2 separate regions of the Triticum aestivum genome follow, and region 2 is linked to region 1. Evidence: chromatin contacts called from public Hi-C data. All regions are on one chromosome and are shown on one strand. The core of a region is the stretch at or near the end of the contact, and the rest is flanking DNA. Distances in the headings are between cores, read along the strand shown. Region 1 holds the start of LOC123167743. Region 2 holds the start of LOC123181145 (putative lipid-transfer protein DIR1).

Evidence for each region. A called contact is a pair of places that touch in the nucleus more often than the background predicts.
Region 2: a Hi-C map of leaf shows a contact between it and region 1, with 4 times the contacts expected there. The contact joins the promoter of LOC123181145 here to the promoter of LOC123167743 in region 1. A contact is called at or near these places in 3 of 5 Hi-C or Micro-C datasets (all in leaf).

What each region holds. Positions count from the first base shown.
Region 1 is chr1D:228,079,254-228,086,091 of IWGSC CS RefSeq v2.1, reverse strand. It overlaps LOC123167743, which reads right to left and starts at 2,673. Exons shown (of 1, transcript XM_044585607.1): 1 at 1,049-2,673. The coding sequence starts at 2,401. The coding sequence ends at 1,487.
Region 2 is chr1D:228,358,447-228,365,284 of IWGSC CS RefSeq v2.1, reverse strand. It overlaps LOC123181145 (putative lipid-transfer protein DIR1), which reads left to right and starts at 4,101. Exons shown (of 2, transcript XM_044593380.1): 1 at 4,101-4,548; 2 at 4,754-4,996. The coding sequence starts at 4,116. The coding sequence ends at 4,767. LOC123181144 (myosin-1) reads right to left here. Exons shown (of 23, transcript XM_044593379.1): 20 at 6,769-6,838; 21 at 6,510-6,656; 22 at 6,331-6,410; 23 at 5,240-6,199. The coding sequence ends at 5,513.

The sequences.
Region 1 (6,838 bases), core at 1,424-3,923:
GACCAAATCCGACCGCGACTAGGGAAACAGCGGTCGGATTCATGTAGCGGTCGGATTTGGTCATCATGAATCACCATAACGACCACGACTAGAGAGAAAGAAAAGCGTTGACCAGAAAAAGGAAACATGAAAAGCACATGATTGAAATGTCATGACATCTTGAATCGTAAAGCAAAACGATGGGAAGAACCTTTGGACGATCCGCAAAGAAAAATTATATAATTTCTAAGATTGTGTGTTACATGATTAGGAAGAGAATCCAGAGAGAAAGACATAAGATGCACTGGGACTTTAAAGAAAAATCCATTTGGCCAGACCTCATGTTTGGATTCCTCCCAAATCAGGGCCTCTATAGTTCATAGGAGAAGTGGAGGAAAATATAAGTATGTGTTTTCCCCTTTGGTACTACCATTCCTCAATTTGATTCAAAGTAATGGAGTAAATGAACAAGGAGGAAACATTTCTTTGATTACAGTTTTAAAGAAAAACGCGAGAATTTTACGATCTACTCCGACCTCCTTTAGTAATTCGTACATAAAGGTCTAATAATATCCTAATTATATATTTTCATATGATTTGACTTTACTTTGATTGTGCTTATTAAGATCAACATGCTTTCCTATTTCTGTGGACCAAATACCCAAGTCTCAAGATTCCCGCATTTTACAATCCTTTTTTTGTGCACGCACTCTTATTATATTCTTGTCTTGTTTCTTCTCATGATCCTATACTCTTATGCAACGAGGTTTGCAATCCTACGATTAGGGATAGGAAGAAAATTTCCTTACGATTTTAATCCTCTACTCCCTCCAATCTATATTAATTATTATTGATTCAGTACAAAGTTATACTAGATCAGTGAAATCCAGAATCCGCTTAATGCAAGAGGCCCTCAATCTCAAGCATGCTCACATCTACCTATTCAGTTATCAAGCACACATCCTTTGTGATGATTGATGAACAAGGCAAGTGAGATGAATTTTCTTGTGGATTTCCTACGAAATTCTTGCGCTACGGACAGGGGTCTCGAAAATTTGAAACAACAAAATTGAGCAAAAGAACAAAGAAACGGCTACCACTCTTCATTTATTTAGAGGTTAAAATAACTTACATGTAGCGTTGATTCCTCACTCAACCATAATCTTACGTACATACGGATTTAATCTACATCGATCGAAGCTGCAGGACGCGGTGCATGACCAGAACAGTACTGCTTCAGTGTGCAACGTAGCTAGACAGCCATGGCCGGATCCTTCTACCTACGCAGTCCTTCCATCGTTCCATCTAGGCATGCAATGGCGGCAGTCATCTTTGTCTCTTGATGATGATGCTAGTAGGGCTAGCTAGCTGACCAACTTCTGTACAGTCTCCCTTCCGTGCGTGCATGGACACGTGCATCCATCCATCCTGTGGTGGATGGATTAGCACGTACGTACGCTACACGCGTGCATAGGCGATGTGCGATGCATGTCGTGCTGACCGGCCACTAGACGCGGATGGGAGCAGGGCGGCGGCGGTCGCGCTCCATGGCCTGCCGCTGCTCTGACTCCTGCCGCTGCATGCGCAGGTGCTCGTGCTGCCTCCGGATGAAGCTCTCGGCGCGGCGAAGGAGCTCGTCCTGCGCCATCCCCAGCACGTCCCTGGTGCGCCACCCCTGCCTCTCCGCCACCGGGGACGACGCCGCGGCCGGGTGCGGCGGGGAAGGCGGGACCATCGTGGCCGACTTACGCATCTCCCTCCGCGCGACCACGGCCTTGTCGGCCGCGCGCCGCATCCGCGGCAGCTCCTCGCCGCCCCACGTCTCGCTCTTCCGCACGGCCACCGGCCGCGCCGCGCCGCTCCTCACGATGGACTGCCACGCCGAGTCCATCGACACGTCGTCCACGCCAACGGCCTCGGTCGCGGCGGCAGAGGGCCTCGGCTTCTCCTCCTCGCTGCGTTCCTTCTTGGCCTCGGGCTTGGCCTCCGCCGCGGCGCCTCCCACCGTGGCCGTGCCCTCGCCGGCGAGCTTCTTCCGCACGCGGGGGCGGTCAACCGGCCTCTTGGCCGTTCTCGCTTCCCGCGGCCGGCTCGTCGAGACGGGCGCCGGCGGCGCGACGACGGCGTCAGGAGCGGCAGCAAAGACGTCGTGTTCCGAGGAAGGGAAGAGCATGCCGCCCATGGCAGCGGAAACGTCGCTGGCCGTGGACGAGAGTCCGGCCGCAACGGCGGTTCCGCGGTGGCAAAGGAGCCAGAGCGAGACGACGATGACCTGGGCGGCGATCCACAGGACGCAGGGAGGGGAGAAGAGGAAAACGGTGGGGAGAGGCGGGGCCGAGACGAAGGAGTTTGCGCCGGCCGTGGCCGCCAGGACGGCCACGACCACGGCGACCGCCGCCGCCTTGAGGAAGGAGCAGTTCATCTCGGGCAAGACCAGACTTGACTGCGAGAGGGGAGTGCAAGAGGGGGGGGAGCGATGGATGTGTGGGTCGAGTGCTTATATATAGCCGGGACGGGAGGAGGAGCCGAGGTTCTGACGGACTGACCCCTCTCAAAAGCATAAAGCGCACGCTAAAGATATTTTCATCTTGTCTTTAAACAAGATATTTTCATCTTCTCAGCCTCAACTGGTAGAGTAATTTCCGAAATAAATAAGTTCCGAGGAAAAGAACAAAAAAAGGAATATCCAATGTTGCACCCGGTGTGAATACGCCCCGCTCGTGCTACGACCGTTCTTAACTGAGTGGAACAAAGCTACAGCTTAACATATATAGTACTACTACTAACTTGAAAGTAACCCACATAATGCAGGTATTAAATGGTTTGATTAAGGAGGAAGAGAGAAGCAATGAGCAGGTTTAACCGCAGTTGATAGTAGGGTGCGGAGTCCGGTCGTCTCGCGAGGTCAGTCAATCAAACACCCATATACTATCAACTACTCCTAGTGCATAGTATGGTGGATGAATACAATATGCACGCATGCCGTGTTTTCGCTGTGAACCATTATTGAGTACTGAACCAGTCGTCGATCCCTTCCCCTTGTACAGAGCGAGTATAACTCTATTTTCTATAGACCATATATACGAAGAAATGGAAACAAGCAAGCATGCATGATTCAGCCAAGGGTGGAGCTGGAAAAAATAGGGCGCCATATATACATACGTCAGCTGCATGGCGATGTGTCAATACCCACCCACTTGGGTTTTGGTTTTGGTTTTGGTTGGTTGAGACCGCGCGCATTATCACTTCTTGTTTTTTGAGGTGGCGGCCTTGTCAATCAAGTACTAGTACTAGTGCTGTATGTATGATGGTTAACACAAGAGATACCCATGACTTATCCTAAAACAGAGGTGCCCATGACCTATTGGCCTTGGGTCTTCTTTAGCGCCAGCATCATGTACACCGTGTTATCGTATCACACTCTCACACACACCAAGGAAGAAAGCTACGTCCTAATTCCCTAAGTAAGTGCTAAGAAAAAGGCACTGAAACAAAGCGGCCATATACATACACCATACTAACACACTAAAGCAAATAGACTATGATGATCCAGTTCATCCAACCGTTTTTGGTATATTTTACCCCAAACAAGTTTTTGCTTCTATTTTAGTGTGTATTTATTTAGTTTAGTTAACAAAGCTGTTTCTAACGTGGTGGTCAAAACATTTGTGAAATAAGGACGAGGCAACAGCAAACTAAACTTCAGAAGTCGCAGCACGCTAACAGTAGCTTCATCAGAAGAATAACAGCGGGGGTTTATTCCACGGCACCTACCTTTTATGCACCCACGAACATGCCTTGTCCGATCCTACCTTTTATCAATCGGTCGGTCAGTCAGTCAATAGAGACCCAAGGCTGGAGCAGCAGCAAGCACACACCGAACAGACACTGCCTGCGTCGTCGTTGTCGTCATCGTCGTTGCTTGCTTATCTTAATCTTCTTATTGATAGCTTTGCAAGTCTAGGTCAGCTCGCTCGTTGCTTATCCGTATGCCGGCGCCGGTGGGGCCCGCCCGTGCTCCCCAAGCACCCACTACGCTGTCTATCTAAATCTATCTAGAAGAAAAAAGAAAGGAAATTAAAGCGCCATTCTCGAAGAAAAGCGCATGCAAACGCAATAGACATGTTCCTCCGAGGCTCCGACGAGACGTCGGCCTCGCCACGGGCCCGCAATCCATTGGTCGGAGCAGTTGAACGCACATGGCTCGACCCACCTCTCCCGCTAGCAGACGAGCCATGTCGCAATCCGTAATCCAGCGCCTTGATTTTGTGCCTCTGCTTTTGCTTTGCTTGCATGGATGTGCAGAAAGCCAGAGAGCAATAGTACTACTATAGTAGCAGCAGTAGGAGTATCCAACTAGACAGAGGCTCGGAACCTGGATGCTAAGCTGTTTTCTGCTGCTATGTGAGTTTGCTTACACAAGCAGCACCCATGCATACACTTTCTTCTTGCAAACGGGCTTGTCCTTTCGCAATGGGAAGTGTTTGTGGCCGGTGCGCCGGCCGAACCGTTACGCTGGTCTCACGCAAGCCGCGAGATGGATCGCAATCATGCGGCCAGAAACAGCTCACCCCTTTCCTTATCTGCAACACATCTCCTTCTTCCTTCTCCATCGCTCGCCTCCTCCGCCATAGCACCAGGCAGCTCCGAGCACTCCTCCCTTCACACCCCACAGCTGCACCTCCTCCATGGGGAGTGCTGCTCCCATGCGCCATGACCTGCGAGCTCAAGGTCAGGGGCGGCCATGGCTTACGAGCTCGGGGCGGACTGCGACTGGGGCTCCAACAAGCTGCTATGGACTGTATCGGGGCGCCGCGACGGAGGTGCTGGGACCGCGCCGGGGGAACCATGCCGAGCCGTGCCGACGAGCCTCCATGGATGACCACGGTGAAGGTTGCGTCGCCAACGAGCGGACAACGATGCTGGAGCCATCATTTTATTTTGCTTCAACTGGCGAAATCCATAGCTGGAACCACAGATGTTTTTTGCTGCAACCGATAAGCGAGTTGGAAACACAGCTGGTTTTTCTACAACTATATCATTTTTTTGCTACATCCGGCGTCTCTATTTGCTACAATCTTTCGGCGGTGTAGTTTGGCCGATGACGACAAACAACTGCAACTGGAAGATCAGAAAATTTGCAACCCATGCCGCGAAAAGGTACGACCGGCAACAAAAAAAGCTACAACTATCGGACTGACGTGTTGCAACCAACGACGGCAAACTTGTGGCCGACAACAGCAGATAGCTGCAACCTACGACCAGGTGCTGCAACCGGCGTCTAGTTTTTGCTACAACCTGCATTTTGCCGTGCTACCATTGGCCTCGAGTTTTGCTACAATCGGAATCAACAGTTGGAAAAAAAAGCTTCAACCGGCGGTGTTTTTTGCTGCCACCGTTGATGAATTTTGCTACAACCTTTAATCAGGGGGTCCGGCGGGGGCGCTGGACTGCGAGCGGCGGGGCGCGCGACTGCAAGCTGCCGGTGCACATCGGAGCTACAACCGTCAACCCAAAATGCTACGACCGGTGTGCATTTTTTGCTGGAACCAGAGAAAGAATAGGCTTCGACGGACGTGCGTCATAGCTGCAACCATACTAAAAAATGCTACGTCTGGCACCAAAAAAAGCTACATCCGTTTATGAAAAAAGCTTAACTGGATACGGGGTAGCTGGAGGCCACCGCGCAGCCGAAAAAAGCTGCAACTGGCGTCGAGAATAGCTACAACTCGCTTCTAAAAAAGCTTCAAACTGAAAACAGCTAGATAACAATGGCGACCGGCGACGACGGTGCTGCGTGGCGGTGCTGCGATGGGCGCATGGCGAGCTACAACAGCAGCGTGGTGGCGACACTGGAACCCTCATCCGGTGGTGCTGCAATCAGGGGGTGTGGCACACGTCGAGATGCAAGGCGGAGCTGCATCCGGCGAGCTGCGGCGGCCTCGGCGATCTGCGGCATCGACCGGCCCACGTGAGCTGCGACGTCGAGCAGGCCCGGCGAGGTGCGACGGGGTGGTCGAGCTGGCCCGGCGAGCTGCGACGGGGCGGGTGCGGTGCGGCGAGGGGGGCGGGTGCGGTGCAGCGAGGGGGCGGGGGTGTCTCGTGCAGATCTGACGGCCCTGGCTCAGCGTATCGGACGGCTAGCGCTCGACCGGCCCAACAGTTGGGCCGGTGTGCCGGCGCAGATCAGCGCCCTTTCGCAATAGTGTAGTCTACATGTTGTTAGCAAACCGCACATACGTTACGTACTGGCTGACGTATTTATGTTCAAGGATCGGCGAATTAAACTGTTCTCCCATTTTACTTGCACCTAAACGGCTGTGCCTGGATCTGTTGGCTGGTGGTTGGTTACATACAGCTGGAGAACATGACAGTGTGTATCTGAAGCTTTTTTCCACCTCCAACACCATAATCAACTGCTACAAGACCACAATGCAAAGATACTACTGACACAAGTGGTTTAGTGTGCTGTGGAGAAGACACTGCTAGAACAGCTGCTGAAAGCCACTGGCTATCTATCTACTATGAAGGACAAGATTTGCAAGTACCTCGATCCGTCTGGTCCGACTCCCTCCCACTCCCAGCCGACTATGGCAGGCAGCTGGTGTCTTCCTGGATGGTTTCATGTATTCATTCCACCAGCACCCAAGCAAACTGGAAAGATAAAAACACAGAGATGGGATGGCTGTGTTGCGCGACATGGCCCTCATCTGATGAAAGCCAAGCTAGACACCAAAACCAGAATGGACAGCCCCCACGAGGGATGGCCTATCAGCAACAACCGCCACCGTCGTGCCGGCTGTCTGATGGATGGACGGACAGCCGGCAGGCGAGGAAAGGATCATGCTCCAGCCGCCCC
Region 2 (6,838 bases), core at 2,852-5,351, 280 kb before region 1:
AGTTCTGCTTGTTCCGTGTATAGTATTTATTGAGCTAAAAATGGTATGGTTCATACATTCTTGTCGATCTCGTTGTAATCGTCCTTGTTTTTGTGAGTTTCCTGATGCAAGTTTTGTGGTCAGTCCAGATGGGAGAAGGTGATCCGTCCAAAGTGTAATTCTGTGACGTTGACATCCAAGTTCTACAACTGATCAGTACAAACAAAAACAGTGATCCGTTCTACAAAGGAAAAATAGTTGAATTAAAAATATTGATCGGTACAAGTTAAAAATGGTGGTCCGTTCGGAATTAAAGAAATGACAAAAATTCAACTTGTAAAAGTTCAAGCAAAAAGAGACCCCATGCAATTCAAATGGGAAAAGTAAAAGTCGTAAAATAAGAGAAGTCCAGAACATCGTTATGAAAAAATGTTTAGTTCAAAAAAAAGAATAAAAAAACATTTTTTTTTAAAAAATATCATTCAGTTTCATGATATAAACCATGCAAGTACAGGGGCGGCGATACAATAAACCGTTGAAAACTTACGAGCAAAAATATTACCCAAAACAGAGCAAAGTATAGTTAGTAAAAAACACGCTCAGTACAAACCCATGCAAACATCAGTTCAAGTACTCTTTTTTCGGAACCTTTCAAAATTACTCTCCGAAGAATATATCAGGACAAACGCACACGTAGATCAGTACAAGCACTCTGTTTTTTCTGACGAAAAAACAACACGATGGGTCTTATCGTAATCGAAATTACTCTTCAACGGTTGCGAATTTGAGAAAACGTTCAACATGACTAAGTTTCATATTTTTGATATCTTTCCAACCGTATATTATTTGCCTCATTTCGACAAACTTTAAAAAAATCGCGTTCAAAATCAAATTTGACCGTATTCGAATTCGTTTTTAAACCGTAAGGAATTAGAAAAACGTTTCAATATGAAAAAGTTGCGCATTTTTCATAGCTTTCCAACGCCGTATCATTTGCATCAATCCGACAAACCGTTTGCAAACAATCGCGAAAATACATTTCGCCCAGAATTTCACTGTTTTCCAAATTACTTTTAAATCGTATAGAATTAGAAAAAACAATAGATATATGGAAGATGCGGATTTTCACCAGCTTTCCAACGCCATCTTATTTGCTCAATTCCGACAAAACATTTGAAAATTGAGTCCAAAATACGATTCGCGTTTTCGGTGTTGAAAAAAAGGTTTTTTCAAAACTGCTCTTAAACCATAAAGATTTTGCAAAAAATTCCTATATATTTGTAATGTAGATGTCAAAAGCTTTCTAACGATATATTACACGCCCCATTCCGACAAAAAGACGATCAGTTCGACGAGATGAAAATCATCAGTACAATCGCCTGAAACCATCAGTTCAAATAGAGTAACAGAATAATATTCTATTACGCGTAACAGAATAGCCCAGCCCAAGTAGGAGGAATCCTACTTGGAGTCCCTCCCAAGCCGTCCCCCTGCCATATAGAACCGAGGGGAAGGAAAGAAGGGTGAGAGGGAAGGAAGTGAGAATCCTAATCCACACTTTCCTTTCCCTTCTCCCCTTTCCTTCCCCTCCTTAGGCTGGCCCATATAGGGGGCGCACCAGACCCTTGTGGCTGGTGTGTTTCCCCTCTTGGCCCATAAGGCCCATATCTTTTGCCAGGGGTGCCCGGAACCCCTTCAAGTGACCCGATAAGTACCCGATACCCCTCGAAACACTTCCGTGTCCGAATACTATCATCCTATATATCAATCTTTACCTCTCGACCATTTGAAGACTCCTCGTCATGTCCGTGATCTCATCCAGGGCTCCGAACAACATTCGGTCACCAAATCACATAACTCGGTATCTTCATACCTAGTTCAATCTCGTTACCAGCAAGTCTCTTTACTCGTTCCGTAATACATCACCTCATGACCAACTCCTTAATCGTTTCCTTACAAGCTTATGATGTATATTACCGAGAGGGCCCAGAGATACCTCTCCGATACTCGGAGTGACAAATCCTAATCTCGATCTATGCCAACTCAACAAACACCTTTAGAGATACCTTTAGAGCATCTTTATAATCACCCAGTTACATTGTGACGTTTGATAGCACACAAGCTATTCCTCCGGTATCCGGGAGTTGCATAATCTCATAGTCAAAGGAATATGTATTTGACATGAAGAAAGCAATAGCAATAAAACTGAACGATCATTATGCTAAGCTAACGGATGGATCTTGTCCATCACATCATTCTCCTAATGATGTGATCCCGTTATCAAATGACAACTCATGTTCATGGTTAGGAAACCTTAACCATCTTTGATCAACGAGCTAGTCTAGTAGAGGCTCACTAGGACACGGTGTTTGTTTATGTATTCACACATGTTAAGGTTTTCGATCAATACAATTCTAGTATGAATAATAAACCTTTATCATGAATAAGGAAATATAAAATAACAACTTTATTATTGCCTCTAGGACATATTTCCTTCATGAAAAGAATACACTCGGTGACTCCGAACGCACAAAGGTGAATTTTCCACAAAAGCTTGGAGGACCCGATGGAAGTAACTCAAAGATTTTGAATGAAACTTATGGTTTTTGGATAGAACATAGATTACAACCCGAAGGCTCTGACCACACAACATTCGGAGGCTTTGAACTATACTATAATCCTGGGATTTTGCTACTATATGATCTCACAATGTCCAGATGAAACTCACTCAGGTGTTTGTACGAAACTTTTAGTCCAAACTTTAATTGGCTCGGAGGTATTGGACAGATGACACTCACGGCTACTGGACAAAAGGAGCAATGTTGCACGTACGAAAGCTTACATGAGGCTTTTAAGTAAAAGCTGATGTGGAGGTGGGTAATTGGGCTAGGATAGCAGATGGGGCCCACCCCGGTTAAATTAGGGGGGAGGAGGGAATGTATGGAAGGTTAAGTAAACTTACGTAGGACTTTTAGTAGGTGTAGGATTATTGGGACACAAGTCACCTAGAGGTACCGAACATGAGTAGAAAGTTTTTGTACCATCTCGGATATACGAGACACCTTGCTTGGAGGATCCGAAGTGCACAAAGTGCAACTAACTAACTCTCTAGATTGCTTCAGAGGCTCCGGATGGAATCAACTTGGACGTTCCGAACAAATGAATGTGAAGAGAGTTAGGACTTGGAATAATGAGAAATTTTGATGGGTTTTGGAGACTGAACTTTGATCACATAGCAAGAAGTACTTCTCACAAGACCCAAGACCCCCTTTCATAGTATCGGCATACCTATGACTCGAAGTGATCATGCCAAAGCTTGATCCTTCGATTCGAGGGTTCACGAACCATCTTCCAAACTCAATATCTTTTGGGACTATAGCTGATCAACATATGAGAAATTGTTAGTCCCTTTATTCAATCTTGTTGTCATGATTCATCAAAACCCACTATGGGGTCCTAGATGCACTTACAGCTTGACTACTTACATGACCACCATGATTGCTTTTTTTTCCACTCAATTGCGTAAATAAATAATGGTGGTTGAGGGCATGTAAACATGTATACGACTCGAAGTGATCATGCCAAAGCTTGATCCTTAGGTTTCGAGGGGTCACGGACCATCCTCCAAACTCAACAACTTTTGGGACTATACACTATAGCTGATCGACACTTTGAGAAATTTTAGTCCCTTTATTTAGTCTTGTTGTCATAAATCATCAAAACCCACTATGGGGGCCGTGATGCACTTACAACTTGACTACTTCCACGGCCGCAATTGCTTATCTTAAGGCTAAGCAAGATTTTTCCACCAAATTGTGCAAATAAATAATGATATGTTTGAGGGCATGTAAACATCCATGCCGAAATTTATCTAGCATCCAAACCTCTCTATCTGAAGTTCTGTTCAGGTATGCGCCTATGCGGACGGTCAGGGACTACAACAAACTCACCAACATTCTCACACCTATCGCATTTGCATGCAAAACAAAGATCAAGCAAGCACGCACCGTGGAACCAGCTCACAAGCATTGCATTTCCATGGCCGGTTCCCAGCCGAAGCACCAGCTCCCCCGCCAGCCCGCCCACCAAACAAGTCAGATCCTCTAGAACCGTCAAGCACTATAAATACCCAAGGCATGGCACATCACCGCCGCACCACAAGAGCAACCATCCACATCCACGAGACACACACAGCACAGCATCGGCGTAAAGGGAACACCAGCAAGATGTCTCAGCTCGCCCGCGCCAGCCTGACTGCGATGGCGATGCTCCTTCTCCTTGCCGCTGCTGCGGCGGCGGCGGGGCCGGCGGCCGGCGGCGCGGCTGTGGCGGACCCAGCAGGCTGCCAGGACGACGTTGTGGCGCTCAACGAGGCCTGCTACAAGTACGTGCAGAAGGGCGCGCCGACGGTGCCGCCGTCGCAGGAGTGCTGCGACGCCGTGAAGAGCGTGGACGTGCCCTGCGTCTGCAGCTACCTGGGCAGCCCCGGCGTGAGGGACAACATCAGCATGGAGAAGGTGTTCTACGTCTCCCAGCAGTGCGGCGTCAGCATCCCTGGGAACTGCGGAGGTGAGCTAGCTGCTGCTTCACTTGGTTAACTAACAGCCTGCACATGAATGAACTGAGACTGAGATGCTTACCCCACCAGAGTGCTAGTACATTCAAACCTAAGAGAAATACGTAGATGTACTGGGTTTATTAGTCATCGATGCCGTTCGAGCTCATTATTGTAAATAATAATTGAGCTGGTTATGTTTTGGGTTTACTATTACAGGATCGAAGGTCTGAAGCAAGAACAGGCCGGCTGAATGGCAAGCTTGGATAATGTAAGCAGCGCAGTTAGCGCTGCTGAAATAAATAAGACGTCCTGGTCAACTTATAGGTGACGATGCCGGAGCACAGGGAATGTATTGCCATTCAGTTGCTGGAATTATTTACAGTATTGTACTTTGACTACGTTGCAACCTGTTGCAAGATGTATTGCCATTCAGTTGCTAAAATTATTATACTTTGACTACGTTGCAACTTCCCTGATAGTATTATCTAATCTTGAGCAGTGAAGATATTCTGGATGACTGAACTGAAACCAATCACGTGTGCAGATTCATCAAAACAATTTACACCTGCTTGTGCAAAACAAACATGCAAGGCCATATATGCAAGTCCATATGCATGGATGAATAGATGCACACAGCCTACTTGGCTGCAGTTAAACTAAACCGCATACAAACATATACATACACAAAAGACAAAATGGCACTAGCAATCCCCAATCTCTCCCCTTTTAAGCAGTAGTAGTACATCTTAGCAAGTAATTACATCACAACTCAGTGGTTCATGGGCGGCCTGGAAAAGAAGCAGCCCCCCAGTGGAAGAACTATACAACTCGCCCTCCACGAATCACATACTCATCCAGCCCAAAACACTGGACTCCGCAGCAGCAGCACTCACAAACCTCTCTAGGACTAGCGCCGGCGTGTAAAATGCCGGCGCGTCTACACCATCACCATCATCATCAGACACCATAAGAAACTCACGAGAACTTGGAGGTGTTGAGCCTGCCCCACCACTTCCGCTTGGCCGAGTTGGGGGAGGACTCGTTGCCGCCGCCGCCGCCGCCGCTCGCGAGCTTGTTCAGGATCACCTTGGTCTCCCTGATGCGGGAGCCGAAGTCCTTCTTCCACGAGTCGAAGTTCTGCTTCAGCCTGCGGAGCTCCACGTCCGGGTTCAGGCTCGCGTCCGCCTGCCCGGACTTGACCTCCACCAGGAACTTGGCGTCGTCGGCGAACACCTGGCTCCGCTGCTCAAGCTCCTCCGCCAACCGCCCGATGACGCTCATGCTGGCGTTCATCTCGCGCCCGGTGATCCGCGGCGCCGCCGCCAGCTGCTGGGAGGAGCCCCCACCGACGTGGTTCCCGTTGCTCTCCCAGCTCTGCTCCACGGACGAGTCGGACATCCGAGGCGTCTCGTCCAGGGCCAGGCTCTTCTTGGCCACCGACAGGCTCGACTGCAGCGACCGCATCTGCTTCTGCCACATCTCCTCCATCGCCTTCATTTTCTGCTCGTATTCTAGCCACCGGTTCTCGTATTGCTGGAGCCGCTGGTGTAGCATCTCGTTCTCCTCGTCCTTCTCTCGAACTGTCGCCTCGGCACGAAGGATTCGCCGTTGTAGCTCGGCCAGGAAAGACGCCTTGATCAAGATTTGGTCGCCGTCTGCCTCCTGAAATAATTTAATTCATGGGTTTAAGCGCGAGCAGATAGTGTAAACAAATTTTCTGCAGTTCCAAATGAGAAACATTACTAGCATGGACATCATATTTTAGATAGCATAGAAACAGATATGCTGTGTACCTTTTTCGACTCGAATTCTCTCAACACGTTCAGTAGATCGACATTGCCGGCGCATCTTCTAACAAGGCAGCCGCGGATACCTTCATATTATGCGAAGACAATAGGGAACCAGAAATAGTGAGTCATACTGCCACTTCTATCTTTGCAGAGTCTGACGAGAATGAGGAAAATCTTCTTACCAGATTGTATAACCACTGAAGCCTTCCGTATCTTGATGAAGTATCTTCTTGCACGCCAGCCTCTTAGATTTTTCTGCACAAGAGTGGCTGCCCTATGTTTCCTCAACAGAGATGAATAACTTTGCCTTGCATTCTCAGCACGAATGACTGCAAGATGTGAAGAGCAACCAGCCCATACAGTAAGCATGAGCAGGAGAGAATGATACAGCAACAAGAAATACAGTAAAATGCATAAAGCAGCGGGGCTTGGATACCGTACATGATTGAAGAGCCAAAACTCCTCTGATTCGTTCACTTGCATGGCGCCGTGCTTGATACCCTCGGAAACA